Linked DNA regions of Mus musculus: all the other regions are linked to region 2. Evidence: chromatin contacts called from public ChIA-PET, Hi-C and HiChIP or PLAC-seq data. All regions are on one chromosome and are shown on one strand. Each heading gives the region's core, a stretch centred on a gene start, on an enhancer-like site or on the middle of the called end of the contact. The rest is flanking DNA. Distances are from core to core; before and after follow the strand shown. Region 1 holds the start of Socs1 (suppressor of cytokine signaling 1). Region 2 overlaps Gm4262 (predicted gene 4262). Region 3 has its middle 9.3 kb from the start of Prm1. Region 4 has its middle 34 kb from the start of Gm21859.

Region 1 (3,619 bases), core at 103-2,602, 230 kb before region 2:
AGAAATAATAAGGCGCCCCCACTTAATGCTGCGGCACAGCGGCAGCCGGTCAGATCTGGAAGGGGAAGGAACTCAGGTAGTCACGGAGTACCGGGTTAAGAGGGATGCGCGCCAGGTTCTCGCGACCCACGGCGGCCACGATGCGCTGGCGACACAGCTCCTGCAGCGGCCGCACGCGGCGCTGGCGCAGCGGGGCCCCCAACATGCGGCGCGGCGCCGCCACGTAGTGCTCCAGCAGCTCGAAAAGGCAGTCGAAGGTCTCGCGGCTGCCGTCCAAGTGGAAGCGGCCGGCCTGGAAGTGCACGCGGATGCTCGTGGGGCCCGAAGCCATCTTCACGCTGAGCGCGAAGAAGCAGTTCCGTTGGCGACTGTCGCGCACCAAGAAGGTGCCCACGGGCTCGGCACGCAGCCGCTCGTGCGCCCCGTGCACGCTCAGGGGTCCCCAATAGAAGCCGCAGGCGTCCAGGAGCGCGCTGGTCCGCGTGATGCGCCGGTAATCGGAGTGGGAGCGGAAGGTGCGGAAGTGAGTGTCGCCAGGGGCTGGGGCTGGGACCGCCGGGCAGGGCCGGGGACGCACGGGGGCCGCTGGCGAGGACGAAGACGAGGACGAGGAGGGCTCTGACCGCCGTCGGGGCTCTGCTGCCGGGGAGATCGCATTGTCGGCTGCCACCTGGTTGCGTGCTACCATCCTACTCGAGGGGCCAGCTGGAGGGGTGGGCCATAGCGTCCGGGGCTGCGCTGATGGGGGAGACAGAGGCAGTGAGCCGGGCGTCCGGGTGGCACAGGCCGGCCAACAGACCCCAAGGAGCGAGAGCGGCACGCAGAATCCGCCCGGAGCTTGAGCCTCGGTGGGCTCATCTGCGAAGTAGGCCGTTCCTGTATGCGGAACCCTTCCAGACTGGCGGTGGAGCCCTGCCTCCCCGCGCGCGTGGAGAAGGGGGCGTGGAGAGGGGCCCGACTCCCGGCCGTCCCCGCTGGTGGCTAGTCGCCTCGCGGCTGCCGCCTACTGGCCACGCCGGGGACTGGAACCCGGGCGGAGGATCAGGGCTCAGGGCCGGAGAGGAGGGGCTGACGGCGCCCCGCTCGAGCGAGGGGCCTCCTGGGGGAGCCGGGGCGGGGGTGGGGGGGCGCCAGAGGCGTGGCATCCTCGACCCTGCCATACAGTCTGCGAGGTTAGTCCTGCCGGGCTCTGCTCCCATCACCTCCCATCCCCTCCCGCCTGCTCCCTCGCAGCTGCCTTGGCTCACCTGGCGGCAGGACGCGGGGAGCCGCGGCTGGGGGCTCCGGGGCGGCTGTCGCGCATGCTCCGGGGCTGGGAGCCGTGCCGCTGCCACGGCCGCAGTTCTCTCTGCTGCTGCCCGCCCCTGCATCAGGCTCTTAAACCAGGCAGGCCCCGCCCACAGGTCCAGCCCACCCCCGCTTTCGGTTTCTCTTTCCGGCAAGTCTTTCGGGTTCTCTCTAGACTCCTGAGGCTCTCCCTGGAGACGGTTCCTCTAACTTGGTTTCGCCTCGCACCTTCCCACATTGGGACCTCTGGGGTTCCGGCTCCAACCGGAATCTTGTGTTCCGTGCCTGGGGTGCTTAGGACTTGGTGCCCGCTCTTTTGCTCTACCTTCGCCCCAAATCGCAGCCCGCCGTGTGGGATGCTAGCGCGGGGCTGACACGCCTCCTCCCCTCCGGGTGTCTGCATTCTTCTGGTTAGGGCTCCGCCTCGCCTGGACCCTGTGCTCCCCAAGCAGCTCCTCCCTGCCAGGGTCCTTCCTGCCCAGGACCCGAAGGCCTTGGCAATCTCGACCCTTCTTGGAACCCGGCTAGCTAGTCCTAGAGACCTGTGGGGCCGCCGCCCTCCTCCAGAGCCGCGTGCGGGCCCCTCCCGTTGGCCATTCGGCCTGGCCTTGGCTTGGGCTTCCCAGGAAGCGGTGGCCTGACCGCAGAGGCTTCAAAGGAAGCCTAAGGCGGTGCGGGAGGGGCGCCCCCGCTCCCGGCCTAGTTCCTCGGAAACCGGGCGGGGTTGGGCTGGGTTCCCAGGGGCCTGGACTCACTCTCTGCACTCTTACTACGTGGGCAGCCGGAGAAACTGAGGCCCCGGGCGGGGCTGTGATTCCAAAAAAAGCTGTAATCCCCAAACTTTTGGTCAAGACTCCAGCAAGCATCTGCCTGTACAAGGGGCCCCGAGCACACCTTGGCTTAGGATCCAGGCAGTCAGACCTATCATTAGGACACTGTGTGGTTTCGTGATTCAGTTTGTCCTGAAAGGCCAGGAGTGGGTGCCTGGCTGACGATGTTTATGAATGAAGGCGGATGAGGTTCGCGTGCAGGCTTCCCTGTGCTCACAGTGACGCACACTGCCCTCTACAGGTTTCTCTGTTAGCTGTCAGGCGGCTCCTCTGAAGCTCTGAGGCCAAGTCCTGGTCTCCCCAGACAGAGCACAGAGCGCCATATTTCATCCTAAGCACAACCAAACTTATCTTGTGGTGCTTGAATTTGTGTGGCTGTGGTTGTGGTGCAGCCATGGTCAGTCTAACCCTTGGTGGGCGATAAAGGCTGGGTTTGTAGCACTGCCTCCCTCTAGCGCGTCTCAGCCTAGACTGGCCTTCAGGTCTTTCTGGTCTGGCAAGCATCACGGATGCTTGTTTGCAGTGCTGGGGACTAAACACAGGGCCTTGTACCAGCCTATTTTAGTAGTACTGGGGTTGGTGAACTCCATCCCCAAACTGTGCTTCCAGCCCAGGCAAAGTGAGGAAAACCTCTTGGGGTACAGTATCCCCTTGGGACTTGGCAGGCTTATTGGTGCTGAGGTGGGTGACAAGGCTGGGCTGGCTCCTGCAGGCCTGCCTCCCTGCCAAGCTCTTGGCAGACCTTTTCAGAAGAACCCTATAAATAGAGGACTCCAGGCCTCCACCTCTGCCTGCTCTCAGGAAATCTCCCCTCCTCCTCAGTCAGAGGGTGTGTCCTCTCGCCCTGCCCCTGGCTAGCCCTCTCCCATCCATCACATTCCAGTGATGCAGTCTTTAGTATATATGCCAGGGATCTGATTGCCTTCCTTCCATCTAAAGTACAGGGCAAGTCAAGCTGTCTTTGGACAACTTGGTTTCAGTTTCTAAAAGTTGTGAAAAAGAAACATGCTGAGCTGTATAGCTGCTTCCTGACCCACCCCCAGGGGTCCAGAGAGCCCAGTACCCACTGTACAGTGGCTGCCATTGTAGGGTCCTGCAGGCTTGGATGCAAAACGTGGTTCCATAGCCTAGCCTGCAAGCCACCTTTTTCCAGCATTCACAGTGTCCTGCTGGGAAGTACTGCCCACTGCCCCTGTGTGATTTTGAAAGTGTCAACGCAGATGGGAGAGGGAGGGACTGGGAGATTGTGCGGTGAGGTAGATAGCCTGTCCCACTTCTGGGAAAGCTCTGGGAAGTTCAGTTCCCTGAACTTGGTCCGTTAGCCAAGCAATGTTGCCTTGCTGTCATGTCTGCTGTGTACACTTGCGTGCAAGCATCCCTTGTGGATAGGAATGCTTTATTTAAAAAAATTAAAACTGCTGACTCAGGCTGGAGAGATGGCCGGGCGGTTAAAAGCACTGACGGCTCTACCAGAGGTCCTGAGTTCAATTCCTAGCAACCAC
Region 2 (4,028 bases), core at 285-2,784:
TTCACAAGTCTGGGTCAGGCCCCTTTTTACTGTCAGGTAGCCAGTGGTTAGGGAGTGTTTGTCCCTGGCCTTTAGCTGATAGTTGCCACATGCTGTCATGGTGACCCAAGATGTTTCTGAGTGACGCCTAGGAACCTCCAGAAGCAAAAGCCTGGGCCAGCTGAAGACAGGGGACTGACACAGCACTGCTGGCCCTGAGCAGGGAGCCTCCAGCTGAAGCCACAGCCAATGTCACTACACGGTGGCCCCTCCAGGTTTCTCGACCCAGAACTCTCCCTGTCCTGCCACTCACAGAAACCCCAGGCACCAGAAGGGAGCAACTAAAAGGACCCGGTATCCTTTGTGAGATAGAGCATCCTGGAGATGGACTGGGGAGCTAGCTGTGCCACCCTGAAAAGCAATTGGCTATCTATTCATCTTTGCAAAACAGCAAGACAATTTTATTTGGAACTAAGCAATAGTACAGATTAAAGAAAGATTGGTAACAGACCATGTCAGGGAGGATACTCAAGTGCTTGCTGTCATTTTAAATGGGTGAATTGTAGCTCAATAAAGCTATAGTGTTTTCTCTTTGCTAATAGGATAAGGAGGTGGAAGATGATCCCAGGGCACTGGCTGACCACAGGTGAGCCTTGACTTCTCTGTCTGTAGATGGGCATGAAGTGGTTCTTTGGTCTAGAAGATAGGGTTGGGGTGAGGAGTGTCCTGCCAGAGCCAGCCTGAGATGTCTGTGGAGCTGGGGGTCCAGCTTCTGCGTGTGTCCTCTCTGCTTCCCCTTTCTTTGCCTGAATTCCGCCAAGGCTGGTTTCAGGAAGGAGGCAACCCCGAAGTCAGAACCCTAACCACCTTGTCCTAGAAAGGACACTAAAGCCTTTCCTGTGTCTGAGCGCCAGGCCCTGATTCATGCTCCAGACCTGAATGTGGCCTGCCATTTCTGGTATTAAGACAACAGGCATTGTGAGGCATACCTGTAACCCTAGCACTCAGAAGACCGATTCAGAAGGTGGCTGTGAGTTTGAGGGATGGGCTAGAGTGAGATCAGCCAGGGCTACCCAGCAAAATCTTGTCTCTAAAAACTACCTATCTGATTAGATAAATAGATGAATAAATGAATGAATGAACGAATGAATGAATGAACGAATGAATGAACGAAAGATGGCAAGTGGTCCTCCAAGTCTATTTCCACTGCTACTGTTGGCTTTGAGGATCTTAGGGAATACCACTAATGACTGCCACTAATCCTGCATGGTAATCCAGGCTGGCGGGGCTGTGTGGTAGGAACCCACAAAGAGGCGAGTGTGCAAGAAGCTGTGGTCATACAATGGCCCTTCAGAAGCTGGTCCCCGGGGAAAGCAGAGGATCTCAATCAACAAGGCCAAAGAAAGAAATGTCTGTCTCCAGTCAGGCCCCACCCCCACAGGCTCAGGGCCAAGAATGCAGCCAACATCTATTAAGTTTCTAAAATTATGCCTAGGCTGGGGCTGGGCACATCTGAGGATTGGAATAGGAAGTGGTAGATGAGTGGGCAGGCAGGAAACTTGCAACCCGGCCCCTCCAGCATCAGGTGAGTGCCTAGTTCCGGGTAGCAGGCAGGGAACGCCCACCTACAGATGTTACAGAAAACTAAAAGCCCTCTGTGGATGGTCATCCCAGAGAAGTTAACTCTGTCACTGCCCTCTCAGGTCATTGCAGCTTTCCACAGAACAGAGAAGGCATGGGAGGATGTCCTCTAGCTGCCCAATTGAAGGAAGATTTGAAAGAGAAAACAGTGTCAAAACCAGTGAGTGCAGGCAGGGTCACTCTGTCAGGTTGTACAGGTTGTAGATGGCAGGACTGAAAGGGGACACTTTTCTTGATAACACCCTTATCCAAGTGCCCAAACCTTCTGTCCCTCACTGAATCTAAGGTGGCAGCAAGCAGGTTCAGGGAGGTCCTCAGGATGCAGGGCAGTCTATTTCTTGGCATGTTGTGCAGTTCCGTTTGTTGCTGCTGCTGGTGCTGGTGTGTATGTAATCATTTTTTCCTGTGGTTAAGGTTTTAGGGTGCATACATGTTATTAGACGCGTTCTCACGACCGGCCAGGAAGAACACCACAGACCAAAATCTTCTGCGGCAAAACTTTATTGCTTACATCTTCAGGAGCAGGAGTGCAAGAAGCAAGAGAGCAAGAAGCAAGAGAGCAAGAAGCAAGAGAGAGAGAAAAACGAAACCCCGTCCCTCTTAAGGAGCATTCTCCTTCGCCTCGGACGTGTCACTCCCTGATTGGCTGCAGCCCATCGGCCGAGTTGACGTCACGGGGAAGGCAGAGCACAAGTAGTCATAAGATACCCTTGGCACATGCGCAGATTATTTGTTTACCACTTAGAACACAGCTGTCAGCGCCATCTTGTAACGGCGAATGTGGGCGCGGCTCCCAACACATACAGAGCAAAGGTGCTTCACTTCTGAGCGCCATCACACCTGTTCTCATTTGTTCCCCTCCCTCGCTGAGCCCACCCCTCCACCAAGTCCCTTTCTTCTTCCACACAGTGTCCCCTCTACAATCCATCACCCTGCCACCCCCTTTCCTTGAGAGCTCTTTCCTCTTTTTTCCCTTTTCCCAGCCAGCAAACACACATGTATAAGTAGAGACATAAGTGCACACATATAGATAGGCATACATGTACACATTTATGATAGGGATATGTGCAAACATGTCGATACACATGCACACATGTAGAGAAAAATATACATGCACATATATAGACATATACACACCCATATACAGAGAGGCATACGTGCTCACATATAAATAGACATGCACATATATTTAGATATAGATAGAGACATACATGCATACTTGCTTTGTAGATCAGGCTGGCCTCAAGCTCACAAAGATCTGCTTGCCTCTGCCTCCTAAATGCTGGGATTAAAGGGATGTGCCACTACCGCCCAGCTTCACCAAGTCTTCTTTTCAGGAATTCACTGAAACATCTTATGAAAACTCACACCAGTGTCTTCCTTCAGAGAACCCAGGCTCCAGCTGTGGCTACCACATAAGGGTTTTTAATACAAGAAAAATAAAGTAATTAAGTCTGAAAAAATAGATAGGTGCACTAATGTCCCTTTAATGAGATAAGGTGATTTGCCTCCCCAGAACCCCGGCCTCCTGGTAGTTTCTTACAATGTGACCACATCCACCTGTGTGAGTGCCCACGCTTTCTGAATTACTCAGGGAAGTGTAACCTCTCTTCTTTCTGTCTCTTCTCTAGGCATGCCTTCCTAATACTTTGGGCTTCCTCACTGTAAGGGTTAGCTTTGTCAGCTTGACCCAAATCAGGGTCATCTGGTAAAGGGAACCTCAGCTGACCAAATGGTTCCATTAGCCTGGCCTGTGGCCAAGTCTGTGAGGCATTTTCTTCATTAGTGACGGATGTGGGAGGGGAGGGCCCAGCCCACTGTGGGTGATACAGGTGGGCCTGGGTGCTGTAAGGAAGCAGCCTGAGCAAGCTGTGAAGCAAGCCAGTGTCCCCTGTAGCTTCTGCTCCCATTCCTGTCCCCGGGTTCCTGTCTAGAGCTCCTACTCGACTCCCCTTGGTGACCTGACATCTGTAAGATGAAATAAACTCTAAGTTCTTTGCCTACATTGCCTTTGGTTTGTGTTTCATCACAGCAATAGGATGCTCCCCTCCCTGACATGTGACTGCCCTTTGTGCCTTTTAACTCCAGCAGGAAGACCGGTGGTCCCCTTCTCCTCCCTGTTCTCCACCTTCCAGCAGCTGCAGAGGTTTGTAGCTCACCTGCCCTCTAATAAAGTTGTCCTCCAGCTTCCGTCTAATATTTTATTTCCACTCTTATATTTTTTTACTAATGAGACTAAGAACCCAAAAGCACGCCCGCTCCTGATTATCCCAGTGTGAGTCTTGCTATATAGCCCAGGCTAGCCTAGAACTCACTGTATAGCCAAGGCTGGACTTGAACTCATGGTAATCCTTCTATTCTGACCTCCCAAGTACTGGGATTACAGGCATGGTGACAGGCCACCACAT
Region 3 (3,639 bases), core at 729-3,228, 210 kb before region 2:
CCAGGCTGGCCTCGAACTCAGAAATCCGTCTGCCTCTGCCTCCCAAGTGCTGGGATTAAAGGCGTGCGCCACCCCGCCCGGCTTACACCAGACTTTTAAATTTGCCTTTTAGCACCTAAAGCCAGTACATATTAAGAAAGAGTATGCGATGTTCCCGCACATGTTCACACTATAATGCATAAGTCACAGTAAGACTATCTACTTCCCTCACACACACACAGGACGGATGTGTGTGTGTGTGTGTGTGTGTGTGTGTGTGTCTGTGTGTGTGTGTTTGCATTCATAAGTCCCTGCAAAGTCAGATACGGACATTGAGTATTGTTCCTTGGGCACCATCTCCCTTGCTATGGGGGGAATCTCTTGCTATCCTAGAACTCTCAGTGTAGGCTAGGCTGACTAGCCAGTGGGTCCCAGGGCTCTTCCTGCTTCTGCCTCCATTGCAAGTACATGTCACCACCCCTGTGTGCCTAGGTCACACATGGGGCCTCATGCTCGCAAGGTAAGTGCTGTACTGACTGAGCCATCTCCCCAGCCCTTATTTCTTTATGGTAGAAACATTTGCTCTTTCTGGGGGTGTTTGAGGACACACAGTTTGAGAGCAAGAAAAGATCAAGCCAGAAGTGTGGGTGGCACATATACTTTCAGTCCCAGAACTCAGAAGGCAGAGACAGGAAGGTCTTTGTGAGTTCAAGTTCAAGGCCAGCTGGGGCTACAAGTGAGACCCTGTCCCCAAAAACAAAACAAAAACAAAAAACAACAAAAAAAAAAATCAGGCATAGTTGCTATTGCCTATAATCCCAACACTGAAGACTGAGGCAGGGCTGGGCGGTGGTGGTGCATGCCTTTAATCCCAGCACTCGGGAGGTAGAGGCAGGCGAATTTCTGAGTTTGAGGCCAGCCTGGTCTACAGAGTGAGTTCCAGGACAGCCAGGGCTACACAGAGAAACCCTGTCTTGAAAAAAAAAAACAAAAACAAAACAAACAAACAAACAAAAAAAAGACTGAGGCAGGAGAATTGTCACAAATTCAAGGGCAGCCTAGGCTATACAATGAGATCCTAACAAAGCAAAGGGCCAGGGGAATGGCTCAGTGAATAAGGTGCTTGCTTTGTAAGTATGAGGACCAGAACCTGGACCTTCAGAACCCAGGTAAACTAGGCAGGTGTGGGCACTCAGGAGGCAGTGATGGGGATATCTGGGGCAATCTGGCAAGTTAGACTAGATGGGATTGCCAAACTGAATTAAAGGAGAGACCATGCATCAAAAAAGTGGAGTGTTACTGAACAACCTCAGCCCTTCACATGTTCACACATATCATGTATCCACACACATGCATGTAGACGCATACATGCTCAGACAGATGGTCGTGCACCTGGAGAGATGGCTCGTACCACCAAGCTCGATGACTGAGTGTAATCTCCAGGACCCACGAATGGAAGAAGACTGACTCTCACAAGTTGTTCTCTGATCTTCTCACTCTCACTGCCGTTCACGGATGCTCATGCACATAAGCACACAAAAAATATTAGTGCGATAAAGTTAAGACAAAGGAAGTTCAGTGCAATTGGGAACACGAAGTTTGATCGTTTCAGGCTAGCCTTGGCAACATAATGAGACTGTTCCAAAAACAAAACAAAAACAAGCAAACCAGGAAAAGGTAACATTTTAAGAAGGCAGAGTCTTTGGCTAAATAGTGTGCTGGGGAGATTTAGAATGGCCATGAAGGAACCTTCTGGAACTCATTACCAGGGATCTTTCTGTGACTGGTGAAATAGTCAAATAGCTCATAGGTATTCTTGTGTGTGTTTCTCAAGGACAAGCCAGCCAGGTCCCTTCTGTGGCCCTGCACACCTACAGGTCCCATAAGTCACCCATCTGACAGGAAAGAGAAACTTAAGTGGCCAACTGTGGCTCATTTGCACTTGCTCTGTGGTTGGTTGCCACAGCTGGCTGCTCTAAGTGAAGAAGGCAGCAGTTCACGGTAAGCTATCAGCACGTGTGCACAGTGTTCTGCACCCTAGGACAGCTGCAGCGCCTGGGGGAAGCCAGGACAGTGGCAGAGCTGGGGGAACCACCAGGCAGTATCCACAACCCCTCCCCGCCCCCTGCCCAAAGCAACAACCTACAGTGGGGACTCGGTCTGAGCCAGGGCCTCAGTTTCTCCATCTGCAAAGGGGCAGTAAAGCCCTTGTCTTGAAGTCTAGCAGTAGAGTGCCCATGTCGTGGTACTGGTATACAGAATTTCAGAACAAGAATACAGAAATACAAATGAAACGATTGTTTCTGAATTAAAGTAGAAGAAAGCAAGCCAAGCCCTGCCCGACAGTCTCATCTGAAAAGAGAAGAAAGCTGGGGTGAATGTACTCTGCGTCTCCTATTTATTGCTATTCAGGTTGGGTTACAGGAAGGGAAACAAACACAAAACAGCCTTTGTCCTGCAGGTCACAATGTGTGTGGGTACTAGCTTGCAGTTAAAACAGTGTTTCGATGAGAGCTGAAATCTCTCTGGGACCCATTTAGAGCTGGCACTTTCCAAGCACTTGTGAGGAGACCTTTCTGGAGCACGTGTGAGCACAGGTCTCCAGGCCCAGACACGGGCATTCACTGTGAAGAGAAGCAGTGCAGGCTTGTCTTCCTCACCTCTACCTTTCAGAAAAAATGTTTAGGGTTGGTGTCACCATCTCCAGTCCAAAGAGGGGACTCCAAACCTAGTCCTTTCTGGTTCAAAAAGGTGTCTGACTGACAGCCTCAGCTCCAAGCCCTGGAGATGCTGATGTTAGCTGAACCAGTTGAGGCTGGCAGAGATACCTGCATTGGACTTTGAGAAGATGGGCTACAGTTACCAGGACCTAGAGATGTGAATGAGCCTCGTGATGAACACAAGTCTCTCCAAGGCAAGGACCGACTAAGTCCTCAGCTGCAGACCCCAAGCTGGGCCAGAGCTCACAGAGAAAGGAAAGGAAGCTATCAGGTAGAAGCAGACAGCCAAGCTTGTCTGAGCCTCCATCTCCACATCCACCAGGATCAGCAGCAGGAACTTTGCTAGCTTCATGTAAGGACCAAAAGCAACAAAGTGGGCCAGCATATATGAACAGGAGGTAGAGGACTGTGACTGTACAGGGTGCTTCCTTCCTGTCCAGGCTCTGTAGTGTCTGCTGGGTACAGGTCTTGGCCTCTCTCTGATTCATCTAATTCACACTATGGGGCTGTGGCAATAAAACTTAGTCCTAGTATGAGGACCCACGTTTAATCCCAGAACCTACATAAAAAGCCAGGAGTAGTGGTACCAGTATGGGGAAAGTAGAGAGAAGGGGGATGGGGTTTGCTGGCCTAATCTGTGAGCTCCAGGTTCAGAGAACCCTGTTTCAAAAACTAAGGTGAGGCGTGACTAGGGAAGACCTCAAATGTCTGGCCTACACACCCGTGTGTACACATACCATACAGACTAATTCACATTCCATAGATAGTTACTCCGTGCTGGGGGTGTGTCGGGAGCTCCCTGCCTCAGTCTCCTCATCAGTAGAGAGGCCATGGTATTGTTGCTTGCCTTACACAGGTGCATGGGAGAACGTAATACCTTTCCAGTTAGCAGATGGTGGCTTGCTGGTCACGGAGGCAAAGAGCAAGTACCTGTCAGGTG
Region 4 (4,047 bases), core at 47-2,546, 130 kb before region 2:
GAAGGAGAGACACACCCAGAAAGAAAAAGGAACTGTGTGTGGATCAGTGTTTCCTGCATCTTCAGAACCACAATGCTAAGCATGAGCAGGGAGTGGGGCAGATTGTGAGCAGCAGAGGGTAGAGAGCCCATGAGCTCTGCAGACATGCAGTGCGCCTCTGAACTGTTTCCTATGAGGTAAGAATGCCAGCTCCCATTGTATCCATCCCTCCTTTTCTGTCCCCCTGTGTAGCCCAGGCTATCCTATAACTCACCACAGTTACTCCCTAGTGCTATGACTCCGCAGGTTTCCTATGCATGTCTAAAGCCATCCCCACCAGCTCCTCCCTGGGTAAGGGACCTTTCCTTCCTGCCTAGCTGCCATTCCCCCTTGCTATCACCTGCAGGCCTATTACAGCACTGCAGCTATGGAAACCTGACATTTCCTGGGAGGAAGGTGCTTGTAGCATAGTGCCGTCTGTGTGGGCTGACAATCCCGGCACACGAAAAGTGTTCTTCCCCGTGCCATTCCTGCAGAGCCTGTCTGTCCCAGTTCAGGGCCTTCTGTAGTTCTCAGACTCATTCCACCCCAGGCTTTTAGCATGGAGTGCTCTTTTCCCAGACTGCTTGTCATATAGGATAAGGTCAAATGTCACCTCCTCGGTGATACTACCTGACCTCCTAATCATTCATATATAGAACTTATATGGGTTTTTTTGTCATCTGCCTCCACTGGATTATATGTTCAGTGGCAGTCAGGGCTCACCCATTCTGTTTTATGCTATATCCCAGCTTCTGGAGCGGTACCTAGGGTCTAGGAGATGATTAGTCGATTATGGAGGTGAGACATACAGCTGAGTGTCTCTTCCAGCCATTTTTCCCCCTTCTGAGCCTACCCCAGAAGCAAAGCCTCAAATGAAGTTCTCTTCTTCCTAGAAAGACATACACACCTGGGGGGTGAGATCTGTTGCATCTGGATGACATTGGCAAGGCTGTCCTTAGCAGCTAGCAGGCTGGTGCTCACATGGAAACAGTGCTCCCCCACCTCTAGGGCAAAGCTGATTTTGGTCTCATCCTTGGAGCACCGGAGCTGGTGTAGGGGCGATGCCTTCGTCAGCCAAGTAGCAGCTGGCTCCAGGCTCTGCCTCCCAGAGCCCCAGACCCAAAGGGCACACAGACCCTGGGGTGAAGAAACTGTTGAAATGAGGGTCTTGAGTCAGATAGGGTCAGCCTGGTGTTACCTAGGGCCAGCCTGGTACTACCTGCCCTGTGGCCAGAGACTGGCAACATACCTCATGGCTCAAGGCAAGGATCTAGTTGTGATACCACTTATGACCACAGAGGGCAGTGCTACACAGGACAATGCTGGGGTGATAGATCAGGCTCCAGGACAGCTCTCCTAGCCATGGGTTGAGTTATTGACAGCTAGATCTTTGATCTCCTGAGCCTAGGGCATTTGATCTTACAGATAAGGATGCTTGCTTTATTAATTGACTGGTTTGAAAACTGTACTGAAGTGATGTGCCATCTTATGGGCTGGCAGAGTGACTGTCAGTATAGATTCCAGACTCCCATAGAAGAACCATAAAGACTTAGGGAAAGGAACAAGAATTGGTGCTCATACTTTGGGGTCCACAGTTTCCTTATTCCACCCCACTGAGTCTACCTGGATTATAAAATTAAGTTTATTATCACGAGTAAAAACTAAACAAGAGGACTGGAGAGGACACTCAGTTAAGAGCACTGGCTGCCCATCTGGAGGACGTGGGTTTGAGTCCCAGCACCCACTTAGCGGCTCAAATCTGTCAGTTTTTTGAGTCCCTGGAAAGACAATGTTCTCTCTGGCCTCTGAAGACACCAGGCATTCACATGGTACCCAGATATACACTGTAGGCAAAACACCCAAACACACAAAATAATAAAGTAAGAACTAAATGATTTTAAAATGCTGCTTCCAACAAGCTCAGAGGCCCTGTCAGCATGTTTAAGCTAATTCTCATCCAGTACAAACAATCAAAAAATGCAAACAATGATGCTCTGCAGACTGACTGCCTTGACATGCCAGGGGAGCACACATGAGGACTTTTAAAGAAAGTTAGTGAGAAAAGACGAAAGGGAAAGATCCAGGCAGTGGGCAAAGCACTAAGCAGGTATGATTGTAGAATACAGGCTCTGAGGTTAGATCTGTGGACTTAATCATGACTCCCCAGCCTACTAGCCAGCACACAAACAACTCGGAGTCTTTGCCCAGTTTCATTATTTTTAAAAAATAAGAATACTAAATACAATAGAGCTAAATGAGCTGTGACATAAGGGATGAAGAGTGCACCCCTGTATTCTGAGCACTCAAAAAAGGAAGTTCTAACCTGGGCTACAGAAGACCATGTATCTAAGAAACTAAACATCCCAGCTTTTGGGATTACACAGTGTTATATAAAAATCCTTGTTTTACAAAACGCTCGAGGTCTTTAGGAGCAGGGACAGAGCCTTGTTAGCTCAGTTACATGGAAATGTGTGGTCTGCCTTGGCCGATCACCACTTCCTTGCTGTTGATTGAGACAGGGTCTCATGTAGCCCAGGCTGGCCTGAAATGAGCTATGTAGCTAAGGCTGGTGTTGGCCTTCTGATCCTCTTGTTTCTACCTCCTAGTGTAGGGTTATAGATATGCATAGCTTATGGGGGGCTGGGGCTGGAGCCCAAGGCCTTATCCACATTAGGCATCCCACCTGCTGAGCCTCATCCTTGGCCCAACAGAGACCTTTCCTGTGTGCTGAGACCATCTAAGAGACACTTGAGAACAAACTAAAGTGGTCTTTGACTACGGTGCTCCCACCAGGGAAAGGGCTGTAGACAGCAGGCACTCTGTAAACAAAGGCAGGCCAGGACACAAGAAGGAGGACATTGGAACCAAGCCTGACAGCTGGTTGGGAAATGCAGTGGCCAGGGATTGGGGTAGGGGTGTATGGCTCAGTAGTAGAGAGCTTGGCTAGCATTCATGAGGCCATGGGCCAGGCCTAAGAACAGGCAGAGGGACAGTGGGCAAGGGAAGGGGAGGATGGGGAGGAGGGGCAGAGGTAGGGAGGGTGGGAACAGGAAGTGGGGAAGTACTGGCCAGTTGGCACGCCTCATCACTCACTGGCTTTACCAAGCAACTACTCTGTATTGGTCCCTGTGCCAAGGGCTGGCTGGCATCCCCTGTAGGAGCTCCTTCTTTGGGGACTAGGGACAGACAAGGAGGTGAACAGTAACAATGCAGAGGCTGCTTTCAGTCATAGCCCAACAAGCCACCCTGTCGACCCAGGCTTCCCTGTAATGGCTCCAGGGTGGGGTGGGGAGTGGAGTTTGCTCTGCTCAAAGGGCTGGGGCAGCTGCTGCAGCTGCTGGGACATGCCAGGTTGGGGAGCCAGGTGGAGTATCAGGTAACAGGCACCAGAGCCGGCAGACCTCCCAGCTCCCCAGGGTCCCCTGGGTCCCTCTGAAATGTACACATAGGGATGTTTGGGAAAGCCAGAGGGGGAACCAGGGTTTTAGAATGGATGTCTCTGGAGTGCACTGCAGGCCTTTGACAGACTTGGAGGTGCTGACACCGCCTAGGCTGCACTGTCTGGAACCTTAGGAGCTGGGGGTGCTGGGGTGGTTACCTTGGCCGTGGAAGGGGCTGATCCAGGACAGCAGCCCAGAATGGAGGGGAGGCGGCACCAGCCCCACGGCAGCAGCTCTGTGCTGGAGCCGGCATGAGCATGTCCAGTTCAGCGCTAACCCGCTAGCCTGAGGTGAGAGGGTCAGAGAGTCCCCAGTGTGAGTGGTCTACCCAAGTGTGGGCTTCTGTCACCAGGGGACCGGGTCACAGGTCCCACTCGTGCAGCTTCTGTCTAGCTCTGGCACACCTCCCTCTTAACCTCAGCTTCCCTAAAAGGGCTAAACATGGCTCTGGACTGTGTATCTTCCAAGAGCCCACATTCTTGGGTTTGTATAGCAGGAGCCCTCGGGGATATGGGCAGCAGCCTTACTCCGGAACCCCAACCTGCTCCCAGGAGTCCTCCATGCAGCCCTTCTGCAAGTTGCTTAT

Evidence for each region. HiChIP or PLAC-seq counts read pairs in DNA pulled down with a chosen protein or histone mark. A called contact is a pair of places that touch in the nucleus more often than the background predicts. ChIA-PET counts read pairs in DNA pulled down with a chosen protein or histone mark.
Region 1: a CTCF HiChIP or PLAC-seq map of the NIH/3T3 cell line shows a contact between it and region 2, with 8 read pairs. The contact joins the promoter of Socs1 here to the enhancer-like site in region 2. A contact is called at or near these places in 2 of 39 promoter capture datasets (the 3T3-L1 cell line and neural stem cells), 1 of 15 datasets of contacts at CTCF or cohesin (the NIH/3T3 cell line), 8 of 484 Hi-C or Micro-C datasets (the Ba/F3 cell line, the N1E-115 cell line, bone marrow-derived macrophages and 5 more), 3 of 115 datasets of contacts at active chromatin or transcription factors (large pre-B cells, memory CD8 T cells and pancreatic cancer cells) and 2 of 9 other capture datasets (adipose tissue and liver).
Region 3: a contact with region 2 is called in an RNA polymerase II ChIA-PET map of memory CD8 T cells, with 6 read pairs. The contact joins two enhancer-like sites. A contact is called at or near these places in 1 of 115 datasets of contacts at active chromatin or transcription factors (memory CD8 T cells) and 2 of 9 other capture datasets (adipose tissue and liver).
Region 4: a Hi-C map of bone marrow-derived macrophages shows a contact between it and region 2, with 42 read pairs. The contact joins two enhancer-like sites. A contact is called at or near these places in 1 of 39 promoter capture datasets (neural stem cells), 3 of 15 datasets of contacts at CTCF or cohesin (CD8 T cells, the NIH/3T3 cell line and hippocampal excitatory neurons), 39 of 484 Hi-C or Micro-C datasets (B cells, CD4 single positive thymocytes, DN3 thymocytes and 29 more), 26 of 115 datasets of contacts at active chromatin or transcription factors (CD4 single positive thymocytes, the HPC-7 cell line, the NIH/3T3 cell line and 20 more) and 1 of 9 other capture datasets (liver).

The regions. Positions count from the first base shown.
Region 1 is chr16:10,784,184-10,787,802 of GRCm38.p6, forward strand. It overlaps Socs1 (suppressor of cytokine signaling 1), which reads right to left and starts at 1,353. Exons shown (of 2, transcript NM_009896.2): 1 at 1,248-1,353; 2 at 1-738. The coding sequence starts at 688. The coding sequence ends at 50.
Region 2 is chr16:11,011,372-11,015,399 of GRCm38.p6, forward strand. It overlaps Gm4262 (predicted gene 4262), which reads left to right. Exons shown (of 3, transcript NR_040518.1): 2 at 582-625; 3 at 2,035-3,813. Among named protein-coding and RNA genes, the nearest start is that of Gm4262, 4.5 kb to the left of the region's middle. Within about 2 kb of position 1,535, at least 148 of the 459 cell types and tissues checked have an H3K27ac peak or open chromatin away from gene starts, as enhancers often do. A contact at or near this core is called in the N1E-115 cell line, the NIH/3T3 cell line, adipose tissue and 7 more, where this site is marked.
Region 3 is chr16:10,804,348-10,807,986 of GRCm38.p6, forward strand. No RefSeq gene overlaps it. Among named protein-coding and RNA genes, the nearest start is that of Prm1, 9.3 kb to the left of the region's middle. Within about 2 kb of position 1,979, at least 42 of the 459 cell types and tissues checked have an H3K27ac peak or open chromatin away from gene starts, as enhancers often do. A contact at or near this core is called in memory CD8 T cells, where this site is marked.
Region 4 is chr16:10,878,380-10,882,426 of GRCm38.p6, forward strand. No RefSeq gene overlaps it. Among named protein-coding and RNA genes, the nearest start is that of Gm21859, 34 kb to the right of the region's middle. Within about 2 kb of position 1,297, at least 77 of the 459 cell types and tissues checked have an H3K27ac peak or open chromatin away from gene starts, as enhancers often do. A contact at or near this core is called in bone marrow, bone marrow-derived macrophages and centroblasts, where this site is marked.